Linked DNA regions of Mus musculus: all the other regions are linked to region 1. A link is a contact called in public HiChIP or PLAC-seq and promoter capture Hi-C data. All regions are on one chromosome and are shown on one strand. Each heading gives the region's core, a stretch centred on a gene start, on an enhancer-like site or on the middle of the called end of the contact. The rest is flanking DNA. Distances are from core to core; before and after follow the strand shown. Region 1 holds the start of Capn12 (calpain 12). Region 2 holds the start of Etv2 (ets variant 2). Region 3 holds the start of Zfp260 (zinc finger protein 260).

Region 1 (4,786 bases), core at 1,006-3,505:
TGTAACCAAGAATGACCTTACTGACCCTCCTGCTGTCACCTCCTTGGTGCACCACTAGGTAATTCCACCCGAGAAAAGTCCTCATTACAGCTGGGTGTGGTGGTGCACATCTGTAATCCCAATACACTGGAGGCCGACACAAATGGATCGCCAGGAGTTGGAGGCCAGTTGTCTGGTCTACATTGTAACTTCCAGGCCAGCGGGACACTGTCTCAAAAACACATAACAAACGTAACAAACCCACCTGGGTTTCACCACATCCGGACACCTGGAGTATGCTTTCACGCTTGGGGGAATCGTGTCTCCCCATCGCTTGGCTGTGCTTGTATGCCACCCTCATCCTCTGAGGTAATCTTAGCCTTCCTGGCTACCAACTCAGTCAGGTGCAAGGAAAGGAGAGGCTGGCAAAGATAGGAAAGATAAACAATGGGGGCGTGGTTGGAGGGGGTGGCCAGGGGCTGCTGCACTGTGATTGGCGGGTCTGCTTCAGCTGTGGTCTGAGGGGAGGGATCATCTCAGAGCCAAGTGCCTAGAGAATAAGCCACAGGATCTAACATCTGGGCTTCTGGGTTCAGGACAGAGCTCAGCAGTAGAAGTTTGACTAGCGCTGGGCGTGGTGGCGCACGCCTTTAATCCCAGCACTCGGGAGGCAGAGGCAGGCGGATTTCTGAGTTCGAGGCCAGCCTGGTCTACAAAGTGAGCTCCAGGACAGCCAGGGCTATACAGAGAAACCCTGTCTCGCAAAAACCAAAAAAAAAAAAAAAAAAAAAAAAAAGAAGTTTGACTAGCGTGTAGGGATCCCCACGTTCATCCCCAGCTCTGGCAACAAAAAAAAAAAAAAAAAAAAAAAGAGGGGGGGGCAGGAAGGAAGGCAAACCACGGACACACACTACTGTTTGAAGAAACTGAGGCATATGGAGTTTATGTGACTTAGCCCAAGACACACAGTCCTTTGTCCCACAATTTAGCCTAGGCTGGTCTGGAATTCAGGTTCCTCTGGTCTCTTCCTTCCAAGAGCTGGAATCACAAGGGTGAAGCATCACACTTGACCTCAGACCTGCAATCCTAAGTGACAGACTGGGCTGAGACTTGAACCAACTACCTGTCTTTGTGTGGTCCCAGCAACTCTGCAGGAGGAAAAATCTGTGCGATTTTTCTTTGTTTCATTACTGGGTCTCTTGTAGTTTAGGCTGCCCGATATTTGCTGTAAGCTAAGACTACCGTAGAACTCCCGATTCTCCTGCCTCGGACAGCCCCTGTTGTTGGCTATGGTGCTTGGAGGGCCGGGGTTGGATGGCAGATGTTGAAAGCTTGAGTTGTCAACGTCTCAGCAAAATTAAAGTGACTAGGCTCCCCTGGGGCCAGAGGCACTGAAAGGCAAGACTGCCTGCCTTGCCAAAGATCCTCCTCCGCCTGCTTCACGGAGCCTGCTCGGCTTGGAGAGGGGCCGCAGCATCCCAGGCACAGGTGACCACATTCACAGCACAGAGCAGAACCTGTTTTCTGTAGTCAGCCTTGCCTGGGTGACCTAGCCATGGTCTACCTTCCTGAGAGCTAGCAGAGGGAGCTGGGAGGAAACCAGGTGTGGTGTTTTATAAATATAAAAAAGGAAAGAGCCAAGGATATGTTTATATCTGAGTTCCATGCCAGCCTGGTCTACGGAGTGAGTTCCAGGACAGCCAGGGCTACCCAAGAGAAACCCAGTCTGTCTCCAAAATCCCAAACCAAACGAACAAAAGGACAAAACCCTTCAAAACAAAACAACAATCACACCAGTAGATCTAACACCAGGGATCCTGAGGCAAGAGAGCCTGGGAGCCCGAGGCTAACCTCGGAAACTCAGTGAGACCAGGTCTCAAAGTCAGTCGATGAAGGGCCTTGGAGCTGCAGGTGCAGAGGATGCTTGCCTGCCACATCGGGAGGTTCAGTCCTCAGCACTGTCCCCAGCTGAGGAGACAGGGAGGCTGGGCTGGGCTGAGGTATGGCAACAGGAAGAAGCACGCGGAAACACACCCCCACGTTGACCTCCTTCCCGGCACTCCCAGAGCCCGGCTGGTCCTCCTAGGCCTGCCCACCTTTTGTGTGCTCCAGGTCATTAAGCTGCTAAACTCGCCACAACTGAGGGCTCCGTGCCCCAGGGAGGAAACCACTGAAGAAGCGTCCCTGCTCCTTCGCACCCCAAACCATCAATTAATATTAACAAGGGAGAATGCTCCTCGATGCCTAAAGACCCCCAACAGGGTACAAATGGAGCAGGAGCCACGCCCCCCATGACTCAGGAGGTTAAAGGGCTTGGGTCCATCTGTGTGCCCAGAGTGTCCGAATGGCGAGTGGCAACAGGAAGGTCACCATCCAGCTGGTGGACGACGGGGCCGGGACTGGAGCTGGGGGCCCACAGCTCTTTAAAGGCCAGAACTACGAAGCCATCCGAAGAGCTTGCCTGGATTCCGGGATCCTGTTTCGTGACCCTTGCTTTCCTGCTGGCCCTGATGCCCTTGGCTATGACAAGCTGGGACCTGACTCAGAGAAGGCCAAAGGGGTGGAATGGAAGAGGCCCCATGTAAAGTGGGGCTGGGCTGGGACCTGGGTCTGATGGGGGAGGGCCAGGACAAGGACTCCTGGGTCTGAGGGAGGAGGACCAGGTCCTGGACTCTTGGATCTGAGGGAGGAGGGCCAGGGCCTGGGTCTGAGGGAGGAGGACCAGGGCCTGAACTCTTGGGTCTGAGGGAGGAGGACCAGGGCCTGAACTCTTGGGTCTGAGGGAGGAGGACCAGGGCCTGAACTCTTGGGTCTGAGGGAGGAGGGCCAGGGCCTGGGTCTGAGGGAGGAGGACCAGGGCCTGGACTCTTGGGTCTGAGGGAGGAGGGCCAGAGTCTTAGCCTGAGGGATCAGGGCCAGGACATGAACCCTTGAGTGTAAGAGAGACAGGCTGAGGTCTAGAATCCTGGTTCTTAGGAAAAGGGAGTGGGGGATAAGAGCAGACTCAGCCACGGGATTCAAGGGGATCCAGGAAGGCAAACTCCCACCCACAGACTTTCCCAAGGTTGGAGGCCCTCACTACCTGGGTACTGGTGTCAGGGCTCAGGCCTCTGACTTCTCCATTGTTCCAGCCTTCCCTTACCTGGCTTCTCTGGAACCTTAATCTTCCAGGAGTTTTGTGCTGAGCCCCAGTTCATCTGTGAAGACATGAGCAGAACAGATGTGTGCCAGGGAAGCTTGGGTGAGCCCCCTTGTGACTGTCTGGAGCCCCTAGACCCAGGACTTGAACAGCTCCTCTCCTCTGTCTCCTGTCCCCATGGCTTCTTTCTTCAGTCTGCTGGTCTCTGGTCCACTCGTACCTAATCTGAGCCTCTTTCCTCCTCCTCCTAGGAAACTGCTGGCTTCTTGCAGCTGCTGCCTCCCTCACACTCTACCCCAGGCTCCTGTACCGGGTGGTCCCCCCTGGACAAGGTTTCCAAGATGGCTACGCGGGGGTCTTCCATTTTCAGGTAGAGTCCAGTTCCTTGCTCTGTGCCTCAATTTCCCCCGTGGTAGCATGATGACATAGGCTTCACAGTTACCATTATGTCCCTACCCCAGCGCAGGGGGACTGGAATTCCAGAACTTGGGAAGCAGAAGGCAAAAGCGGGGGTTGGAGGTAGGAATCAGGCAGGGTCTGGAAGCTGAGCCGCTCCTGCCCTGTGTTTTGTTTTGTTTTGTTTTGTTTTGTTTTGTTTTTCTTCACCAGCTATGGCAGTTTGGCCGCTGGGTGGATGTGGTGGTAGACGACAAACTGCCTGTGCGTGAGGGGAAGCTGATGTTCGTGCGCTCAGAACAAAGGAACGAGTTCTGGGCCCCTCTGCTGGAAAAGGCCTATGCCAAGTAAGGACTCCGCCCCCTCCCAAAGCCCCAGCCCTCCCAGCTGCAGCCCCAAGAACATGCCCAAGCCACGTGGAGTACTGACATCACATCGGGGGTCCTCCAGACACCCAACCTAGGACCCTGAACCCAGTCATAGCCCGCCATAGCCCTAGTATCATGGCACTCTCCTGGAAGAACCTTCATTTTTTGGTATTTTATTGAGAAAAGACCTCATACAACCTAGCTTGCCCAGGAATTAGCTATGTAGCCAAATGAGACCTTGAACTGAGGGTCTTGCCTCCATCTCAGAAGTGCTGGGGTTCCAGGTGTGTGCTACCACCCCAGGTTTATGCGGTGCTGGGTTTGAACCCAGGGTCTCATGTATGCTTGGTAAGCCCTCTACCAACTGAGCTACATCCCCAACCTTTATCCATTCAGTTATTGTCTTGTTATGTAGGCCAGGTTGGCCTCAAACTCATAATCCTCCTTCACTGGGCCCTTGTGTGCATAGAATATAGGCATGCACCACAACCCATGGCTAAAGTTAGGAAGGGAGTGTGTGTGAGCTGGGGATGGAACCCACGATCTGTGCATGCTGAGCCACATCCCAGCTCCTCACTGGAGGATTCTAGGCAGGGGCTCTACCACTGGGCCACGCCCCCAGCTCCTCACTGGGGGATTCTAGGCAGGGGCTCTACCACTGAGCCACGCCCCCAGCTCCTCACTTGGGGATTCTAGGCAGGGGCTCTACCACTGAGCCACACCCCCAGCCCCTCACTGGGGGATTCTAGGCAGGGACTCTACCACTGAGCCACGCCCCCAGCCCCTCACTGGGGGAGTCTAGGCAGGGGCTCTACCACTGAGCCACACCCCCAGCCCCTCACTAGGGGATTCTAGGCAGGGGCTCTACCACTGAGCCACGCCCCCAGCCCCTCACTGGGGGAGT
Region 2 (4,786 bases), core at 1,063-3,562, 1.8 Mb after region 1:
CATTTAGGCTCCCTTGACAGGTCGAGTAGGTATCAGTGAAAAAGAAACAGACACCAGACACGCAGGTTCGACAGGGTTGTTTTTGTTTTTTGTTTTATTGGCCTTCTGCACCTGGCAGATGCCCCATATCATCCTGATAGGCGAGGACAGGCACACGTCCCCCGAAGCGGTATGTGTACTTGCGCCCACCACTCTTGAGCACGATGTCGCGGCGGTAATAATAACGTAGACCTCGACTCAGTTTCTCATAATTCATTCCCGGCTTCCTCTTGCGCTCGCCCCACAGCCGGGCCACCTAGGAAACAATCTTGAGGTTAGAGGGACCAGGGTCTTAGCTGCTATGGGCGGGGCGGGTCTCAGTCCTGATGGGCGTGGGGGGTTGTGAGTGGGTGGAGGCGGGGCTGGGAACTAGGTAAGTTGGGCTTGCCCAGCAAGGGGAGCTGTCTCACCTCTTTGGGGTCGCACAGCTGGAACTCGCGGCTATTGCCCGTCCAGCGGATGCAGCTGCTGCGAGCCCCGTCGTGGAGCAGCTCCAGGAGGAATTGCCACAGCTGAATGGGACCTGACAGAGAGAGAGAGAGAGAGAGAGAGAGAGAGAGAGAGAGGTGAACGCCAGGCTTCTCAGACCCAAAACACTGCGACGAACCTAAGAGTCGGGGAGCCTTCACTTTGAAGGCCAAAAGGTTCAGGTTCTCGCGATTTAGGACCCAGGAGTCCAGCTCTGTTCCTCATCGGGAGTCTGTGAGTTTGGATCCCTCCATAGTAGAGACCCAAGAACCAGTTTCAGGAACTCCTGACAGCTTGAGCCACATTAGCCTCCCCACCTCGAAGACCCAGGAGTCCGAATGCTCTTCTTTCCTCTCACATAACCTAGGGGCCTTTTAAAATGTTGGTCCCTAGAAAGTCAGTTCCGTCCTCTCACCCGTTCCCTCTTCTGATACAAAACCCCTGTCCTCTAGTTGCCTGTTTCCCGGATCCCTCCTCCTTTAGTTACCCAGACCCCTCCCCCAAGGTATCCAGGCCCAGTCCTAATCCGTTTTGCTTTACCTCTTCTGCAGTTTGCAGCCTCTTACCTCGGTGGTTAGTTTTGGAGTAGCGAGTCAATGTGGCTCTATCAGACTGCTTGTTCGATTTGGAGGGCGTGGTGAATGCTGGACTCTGGTGCCCCTCGAAAGGGATGCTGCAGTCCTGCAGCCCAGTATTCCACGTGGTGGTGTAGTCCGAACCGGCAGACCCGCCCCATGACATTTTATAGTCCTCATGCGCTTCCCCGCCCAGGCCATTGTCCCAGTAGGTGGCGCCACTGGGGCCCACAGAACAGTCCCAGCTGGTAGTGCTCCAGGCAGCTGGAGGGTGCGACCACGAGGGGACCCCTCCTGCCGAGGTGGCAGGATTCTGGCCGGTCGCCCCTTCAAAGCCGACGAAGGGGGAGGGGCTCGTGCCAGGAGGGGCAGGGCCTGGCGTCTGTGAAGCACAGCTCCACGGGTCCGAGGTGTTGCATCCCAGGTCTGTCCAGTCTCGCGACCACGGAAGGGGGTGAGCAACGGGCTCTGCGAGGAAGACAGACCTTAAACAAGGGAAGCCCAGGAGTCCTGGTCTCCCGCACCCTTGGGAATTTTAGGGGAGTTTTGGCGCCTCATATGGCCTTGAAAATGTAGCTGTCCCCAGTCTTAGTTCTGGTCCTCTTGTATACTAGGGGGTCTGAACTCAGCTCTAGTGTGTCAGGACCCTAGTTCCTCTCTTTCCATCTCCATTTTCTACCACTCACCCGCCTGGAAAGGTACGTCTTCGTGAGGTAAAGCGGGGTTCCAGTCCAGCTCTGGGAACCCTATGTTGGACAAGAGAGCTGAGTTTAGGAAAGATGTGGGCAATGACTTAGGGACCTCAGCCATCCACTCACACCTCCTTCAATTTCGATTCCAAACATGTTACTTCCTTCCCGCTCAGCACCCTCGCTCCTTCTAAAAAGCCCAGGATCTCCCATTCCTCCCCCTCCCTCCCCCCCAGCACACAGGGGTTCAAGCCCAGCAACCACCTTTCCAGCAGCCTTCTACGTTCATTGGTGTGATCGGTGTGTCCTCTTGTAGAGCCACTTCAGGGAAATAGAAACCAAATTCCGCTCCTTCTGCAGGCAACAAGGATGTTAAGTCCCGGCTAGGTGTCAAGGGGCCCGCATCCTTGGAGCCTTGCATACACTTTGTCCCAAGCCACAGCAGCTTACCCAGTCCTGTCAGCTTGTCCCCAGGAGGCACTTCCTGCAGTGACGCCTCATCCCAGTTCCACAGGTCCATGGATGCTTGTTCTGACGGTTCTGGTTGAGAAAGGAAAGTTCTAAGGGTAATGGACAAGATGGTGACATTTAGGGACCCAAGAATCTGCAACCCTTGTTTCCCTCAGACCCAGAGTAGACGTCTGCAACCTCCTTCCCCAGGAAAAGGAATATTGGTTTCCAGTTCCTTCACCCTCTCTTAGACGCTTAAATCCAGGTTCCCTGCATCTTGGTGTTCCCCTGTCCTTCCTAGTTCAGACACCCAGGCATTCAGTCCCCAGTTCGTGGCTCACCTCTGGCAGGTTCCTTCTCTCCTAGCCAGGGGGGTTTCAGCCCCATTTCATACCATGCACCCTTCCCGGGGGGCCTGATAGGGGAGGGGGAATTTTCCGAGACGTCAGAGCTGGGGGTCGCAGCCTGGGTCAAGTTGCAGGGATGGGGGCGTGGTCAAGCTGCACCCCCTGCTTTAGGGATGCGCACGGGTCCCTGGAACGGTCCCTTTTCGGGGACGAATTGGGCTTGGAAAAGAACTTGGGGAGCAGGGGCAGGGCAGGAATGGGGGTGCTGAGGTCTAAGGGGTGCTTACGGGGTAGTGGGGATGGGGTGAGGGGCTTGGACAGGTTCCCCATCTTGAGGATTTGGTGGTGTGACATGAAAAGTGGTGGGGGAGGAGGGTCTGGGGTCAGCTGGGCAGCTCTGGGCTTATCTGCAACAGGAAGAGGGATTTCCGGCCAGATGCCCCCTTTCCCTAGCATCAGCCTACGTCACAATCGGCAGGGTGACAGACAGCCAGATCAGGGTGGGGTGGAGGAGAATCCAACCCCGAATCCCTTACCAGGCACAGGGAGGGTGTCCTGGAGCTACTACCGAATAATGGCAACCATAATCAAAATAACATCGTTATGGACGATAATAATAGTAACCACTGACGTTAAATGAGGGTCTTCTGGGTCCGAGAAGTCGTGACAACGGGCCTTCATTTAATCTTCATAAGGGGGGAATTTATGGAGGGGGAAATTGAGGCATGTTTTCTCCCATTTCTTTTTCTGTCTGGGCTTTCTGGGCTATAGCAGTCCCGAACCATTGGAGAATTTCGAGTATGAACTGAATGTGAGTTATTGCATGAAATAATTTTATGTGTGCAGTGATAGGTTAGAAAATGGAGTCATTTAGAAATGAAGAGTTTTGTTTGAAGCTTACTTCAACTGATTCAGAAAAGAATCACATGCATAATGTGCAAAAGTATGCAAACAATATTTGGGATATAGCGACACCAAAAAGTATTTGCTTGTTAAACTAAAACTTAGTAACTAGGCATCCTGTTATTTTGGTTCTTTGTTTTGTTTTAATTTGCTAAGTCTTGTCGAACCTTGGCTTCAGTAACTTGGCCTCAGACAATGCTGTGTTCATTTTTTCTAAGTACTTGCTTAGTAAATATTAATAAGTAAATATTAATATGAAAATATATTTGAGGCCATTTTAATACTAAAAATTTACTTACTGGCTGGACAGTGCTAGCATACACCTTTAATCCCAGTAACTGGGAGGCAGAGGTAGGTGGATCTCTGAGTTAGAGGTCAGCACAGAGTGAGTTCCAGGACAACCAGGGCTATAAAGAGGAACCCTGTCTCAAACAAAACAAAACAAAACAAAACAAAAACCCAGAATCACACCAATCCAACAAAAAATACTTACTATAAATGAGTACGTACTCAATATTAAAAGCATTTTTATTTCCAGACATGGTAGTGTATGCCTTTAACTCCGGCACTAAGTAGGCAGAGGAAGGCAGATCTCTGGGATTTCAATGCCAGTCTGGTGTACATAGTAAGTTCCAGGCTAGCAGGGCTTACAAAGTGAGACCCTATTTAAAGGTAATAAATACAAGTATTTTTCTTTTATTTGTTCTGGCAAGTGCTCTACCATTTAGCTATACCACTACCCTTAACTTTACTATTGTTGTTGTGTGTGTGCGAGGATGTGCATGTCGAAGTCAGAAAACAACTTTGTGCAGGCCGTTCTCTCTTTCTACCTTCACATGGGGATTGAACTCAGGTCGTCAGACTTGTGTGGAAAGCACCTTTAGCCGTGGAGCCCGCTTTCTCTCTCTCTCTCTCTCTCTCTCTCTCTCCCTCTCTCTCTCTCTCTCTCTCTCTCTCTCTCTCTCTCTCTTTCTCTCTCTTTCCCTTTTTTCAGAACAGGGTCTCACTATGTTGCCCCAGCTGGCCTCAAACTCACAGACATTTGCTTCCATCTGCCTCCTGAGTGCTAGGATTAAAGGCATGTGCCACCTTGCCTAATATTGGTTTGTAGTGTGGGTGTGTGTGTGTGTGTGTGTGTGTGTGTGTGTGTGTGTGTGTGTACATTGTTAGAGGCTCTTAGCCTCTTCTCCCACCACATAGATCCTAGGGATCAAACTCCTGTCAATGGGATTGGGGCCAAAATGTGTGGCTACCCAGTGAACCACCTCACTCATCTAAACCTTTGATTTTTAGAGAGAGAGTATTTGATTACGAA
Region 3 (4,786 bases), core at 1,469-3,968, 1.2 Mb after region 1:
ATACCAAAGATATTTTTGCCTGTTAATTGCAAACCTTTATATTGCTAATATTATCTCAATACAGTTCATAAGTTTTAGAAGACCATTCTGATTGGAATCACTGGACTCCTAAAATTAGAATACTAATAATGAGCCAGGCAGTGGTGGCACATGCCTTTAATCCCAGCACTTGGGAGGCAGAGGCAGGCAGATTTCTGAGTTTGAGGCCAGCATGGTCTACAGAGTGAGTTCCAGGACAGCCAGGGCTACAGAGAAACCCTGTCTGGAAAAAAAAAAAAAGTAAAAAAAAAGTAAGACACAACTATAATTCCTAAACGTATAAGGGGCATCAGGAGTTCAAGGCTATGCAGGGCTTTGAGGCCAGGCTTGGCTATTTGAGCTCGTCTCAAAGAAATAAATACAAAACAAAATTGTAAAAGACTGCCAGAGAGGTAGCTGAGTTGGTAAAGTGTTTGCTGTGAGGTGGGACTTTCTGGTTTCTCTGACGACTCAATTGTGCCAGGTGATGTTTTTCCGGAAGCTCCCTTATGAGAGGGCACGTGATGTTTTGCTGAAACCAGACTCTTCAGAAGGCACATAATGTTTAGAAAGAACATAAATGGAACCCCACAAACAGTGAGAGGATGCTCTTGCATTCCTATTCCGTACAAAGCTTCGCTGGTCTTCACTTTGTCGAGAGAAATGCACCAAAGAACTTCTCGTGGTATTCCGGCTGCTCCTGGCTGCTCCCTCTGATTTGGGCCAGTTGCAGTTTCTGCTGGATCTTGCCGCCACTACTGATTCATTTTTGGTGTTTGCTATTGGCCTGGACTGCTGGAATCCTGACAAGGAAGAGTGGGATTGCCCCGAGAAACTACTTCTAAATGGGTCTGTGACTCCCTTTTCCTATTAACCTTTCTCCCTTGCTTCTGGTCGGTGGATTAGAAGGGAAGTTGAAGTGTTTAAGAACCCTAAATAAAGTAGGTTTTGAAAAAAAAAAAAATCTAAGCCCGCAAGTAGGCTGCCTCTCCTGAAGTCAGGGTTTCAGAGAGCTGCTTCTTATTGGCTCTTGGAGTCCCTTTTATGGGGAAGGGTTAGGGTTGATAGAAAATAGGTGTAGAGAGCTGGAGAGATGGCTTAGCAGTTAAGAGCACCGACTGCTCTTCCAGAATTCCTGAATTCAATTCCCAGCAACTCACAACCATCTGTAATGGGATCTGATGTCCTCTTCCGGTATGTCTGAAGAGAGCAACAATGTACTCACATACAATTAAATAAATAAATAAATAAATAAATAAAGCTGTAGCTATAACTGGCTGTTAAAAATCTGGACAGAAGGGGGGGCTGGGCTCAAGGCTGTGTGTGGGGTGGGTGTGGGAATGTATCATGTAAAAGGGTACCTGGGAAGGTATCTGGTAAGACATATTGGTAAGCCATAAGGACAGTCATATATTCCAGGATCAAGAATTTAGCTCACAGTTCACGGTGGCACCTTTTTGGTTTCACACTGGGCTGTTTGATAAGGAGAGAGGCAGAAGCCTAGAGGTCAGGAGAGCAGAAAACCAAGCATGGTGGACAAGAGGTCAAACGGGCTAGATTATATAGGGAAGAGAAGCTGGGGAAGGGACAGCCCAACTCTGGTGGGAGATTTCAGGGTAGGAGGCAGGGTAGCCCAGGACAAGCACAGGTAGCCAGGCCCCACCTCTATACTAATCTAATGGCCTGGCCCAGTCCCTTGATGTGCAAGAGTATTCAGGGCCAGCCTTCTAGACTGTTCTACCACTGAGAAGGCTGTTTCCAGCCCCTTGAGATACAGACAAGATCCACTCTATAGAGGAAAAAAGGGCGGGGGCGGGGGGAAGAATCCCAGGCCGCCCTGGAAGCCCCGCCTCCTTTCCCCCCAAACCCTATATAATGCCTGCCTCCTGTTCTGTTCTTTGTTGATTCTCTCCCAAGCAAAGGCACCCAACTTCTTGAGGCTTTCCTAATACATCTCTCCCGAGGTTTGCTGTAGGGTGTGACTTTGTGGTATTCCTTGGCTCCCAACTGTAGGATAGCTTTCCCTTTAGAGCTGTAACACCTTCACCAGGCCATCAGCTGCTTTGATATGTTAACAGGCATCTCAGCCATTTGCCCCAGTTTTGGGACCTAACACTCAGGTAACGCATTAACAAACCTCCCACAGGACCCCACAACTCACCTGCATACTGCTTTCCACATTGTTACACACTGTCACAACCCTAGGACATACGGCTACAAAAATTACAATTTCACAATAGTTCATTTTCCTGATTGTTTAGTCTGAACCCAATTATCAGTCTCAATTCCAGCCTGGCTTCAGTTTGTGATACTGTAGCAATCGCTTCCTTAACACCAGAGTCTGATACAACTCTCTGCAGAGCTGCCAACTATCAGCCTGAGATGCCTTCTGGGAAATGTAGTTCAGCAGTGCGCCACGGTGGCCAAGATGGCGTCCTCTCCCGTAAAACCCAGAGGATTGCGCCTTACTGGGAATCTCGCCCTGGAGGCAAGGAAAAGCCTATTCTGTGAGTTTAAGCTGCACTCATTACACACCTTGGCACACCATTGTCCTTTGCGGTAACACAGTGTAAAAGTGGTAGTATCTGAGTTCCAACCTTTTACTACTTATCCACTGGGAAAAGTTCTCGGGAGAGTGGAGGGGAAATTAACTAGAACCCCTGAGACTTCTGGGAAATGTAGTTCACAGTTAAAAAGAGAGCGAAAGAGAGAGACTAGAATGGAAAAAGATCCTCTAGTTCAGAGCCCTGGTGGGCAGAGACCTCTGGGAGTGCTAGCTCACTGAAGGAGTGCGCAGGCGCAGGCTTCGTGGCTCGCCATCGTCGCCTTTGTCTGGGTGAGTTTGATTTCGGGGTCTGTAGGACCGGGATTTTCCCAGACTGAGTAAAGGCAAAGGAGCTGTGGGGGAGGGTTTACCCACCTGCCCGGGCGAGGATGCCTGAAGGGGCGAAAACGCCTACTGTGATGGTGGAGCTGAGAACTTGGGTGGATGGGGGCTGGGGAGATCAGAAACCGGGGTGGGTTTGCGGGCGGGGTGAGCATACGTGTAAGGGTGTGTTTTGGTTTGTTTCGAGTGAGCGAGAAACTGGTTTCAAGTTTGTAAAAATACAGGGGTGGTTTTCTAATACATGTCGCATTTATTTTAAAAATAAAAACGAGGTGTTTTTTTTTCTTCTGGAAAACAGGAAAGGGAAAAAGATAATTGAGTGAGTAGTTTTAAACCTGGTTTTTAAAAATCAAAACAAGTCTACAGTAAAAAAATGAAACCAACGTTCCTTTGAAAAATATTCTTTGTAACAAAGATTTCCAATAACTCGTTATTGGATGCCTACACATCTGTAGGCATTAACTTGCTACTTGGAAAAACCAGATGAGCTAGTTTTGAGTAGTCCCAAATTTACGGACTAGCCCTTAGAATGTACTTTTCACTGCTGCAGATGGGATTGAATCAGTAAGGTAATTAATTGTCCCCCCTTTAGCACAGAGAGGTCAAGAAAGCTATTTAATTTAGCACTCTGATTTGTCAAAGGACAGGGCTCGTGTGTGTGTGTGTGTGTGTGTGTGTGTGTTGCCTGAATATATGTGTACGTGGAACCTGCAGAGGCCAAAAGAAGACATTGGATCCCCTGGAACTGGAATTATAGACAGTTGTGAGCTGGCATGTGGGTACAGGGAGTTGAACTAGAGTCCTTTGGAAGAACAGCCAGTGTTCTTATCCACTGAGCAATCCCTTCAGCTCCAAATTAAGACTCCTAATTTGTCCAGATTTATCCATACCAAGTAGCTTTTGTTAACATACAGATTTTCTTCTGAGTAGTTTTTGGTCAGTCTTTAAAACATGACAAACAACAAAAAATGGTCTGCGTTCATAGTCCTGCTTGTCCTGGAACTCTCGAGATAGGCTTCCCAAGTGCTGGGACTAAAGGCATGCGCTGTTATAGCTGGCTCATCATCGTTTTGCTTTCATTTCTCCCTCCTTCCTTCCTTCCTTCCTTCCTTCCTTCCTTCCTTCCTTCCTTCCTTCCTTCCTTCTGAGTCAGGGTAGTCTCAGTGTGGCCCTAACTGTTTTGGAATTCGCTCTATAGATTAAGCTGCTCCAAACTAGGATGTTCCAACTGCGTCTGCCTCCTGAGTGCTGGGATTAAAGGTGTGCGCCACCTTGCCTAGCTTGTCACACATCTTTTTAAAACATGTTTTTCTTTTCTTTTTTCTTTTCTTTATTTTCTTTTTTTTTTTTTCCATTAAAGAATTTATTTTTAAGCCGGGCATGGTGGCACACACCTTTAATCCCAGCACTTGGGAGGCAGAGGCAGGCGAATTTCTGAGTTCGAAGCCAGCCTGGTTTACAGAGTGAGTTCCTGGACAGCCAGGACTACACAGAGAAACCCTGTCTTGAAAAAAAAATCCAAAAAAAAATTTTTTTTTAATAAATTCTTTTTTTTTTTTTTTTTTTTTTAAAGATTTATTTATTTATTATATGTAAGTACACTGTAGCTGTCTTCAGACACTCCAGAAGAGGGAGTCAGATCTTGTTACGGATGGTTGTGAGCCACCATGTGGTTGCTGGGATTTGAACTCTGGACCTTCGGAAGAGCAGTCGGGTGCTCTAACCCACTGAGCCATCTCACCAGCCCTTTTTTTAATAAATTCTAATCAAGAGTTATTTATGTGTATGTGAATGCTCGAAGGTTGTGGGCATGTTTATGAATGCCCTTGGAAGCCAGAAGAGGGCATTAGATCTCCTTGAGAGCAGTCCAGTGTGGCTGCT

Evidence for each region. Promoter capture Hi-C pulls out the DNA fragments that hold promoters and counts their contacts. HiChIP or PLAC-seq counts read pairs in DNA pulled down with a chosen protein or histone mark.
Region 2: a promoter capture Hi-C map of pre-B cells shows a contact between it and region 1, with 2.4 times the contacts expected there. The contact joins the promoter of Etv2 here to the promoter of Capn12 in region 1.
Region 3: a contact with region 1 is called in an H3K4me3 HiChIP or PLAC-seq map of pro-B cells, with 4 times the contacts expected there. The contact joins the promoter of Zfp260 here to the promoter of Capn12 in region 1. A contact is called at or near these places in 3 of 39 promoter capture datasets (cranial neural crest, liver and second pharyngeal arch cranial neural crest) and 1 of 115 datasets of contacts at active chromatin or transcription factors (pro-B cells).

Annotation. Positions count from the first base shown.
Region 1 is chr7:28,879,401-28,884,186 of GRCm38.p6, forward strand. It overlaps Capn12 (calpain 12), which reads left to right and starts at 2,256. Exons shown (of 21, transcript NM_001110807.1): 1 at 2,256-2,560; 2 at 3,151-3,220; 3 at 3,370-3,488; 4 at 3,728-3,861. The coding sequence starts at 2,324.
Region 2 is chr7:30,633,540-30,638,325 of GRCm38.p6, forward strand. Etv2 (ets variant 2) reads right to left here and starts at 2,313. Exons shown (of 6, transcript NM_007959.2): 1 at 2,222-2,313; 2 at 2,036-2,122; 3 at 1,769-1,828; 4 at 1,074-1,550; 5 at 450-562; 6 at 77-295. The coding sequence starts at 2,291. The coding sequence ends at 95.
Region 3 is chr7:30,092,358-30,097,143 of GRCm38.p6, forward strand. Zfp260 (zinc finger protein 260) reads left to right here and starts at 2,719. Exons shown (of 3, transcript NM_011981.4): 1 at 2,719-2,854.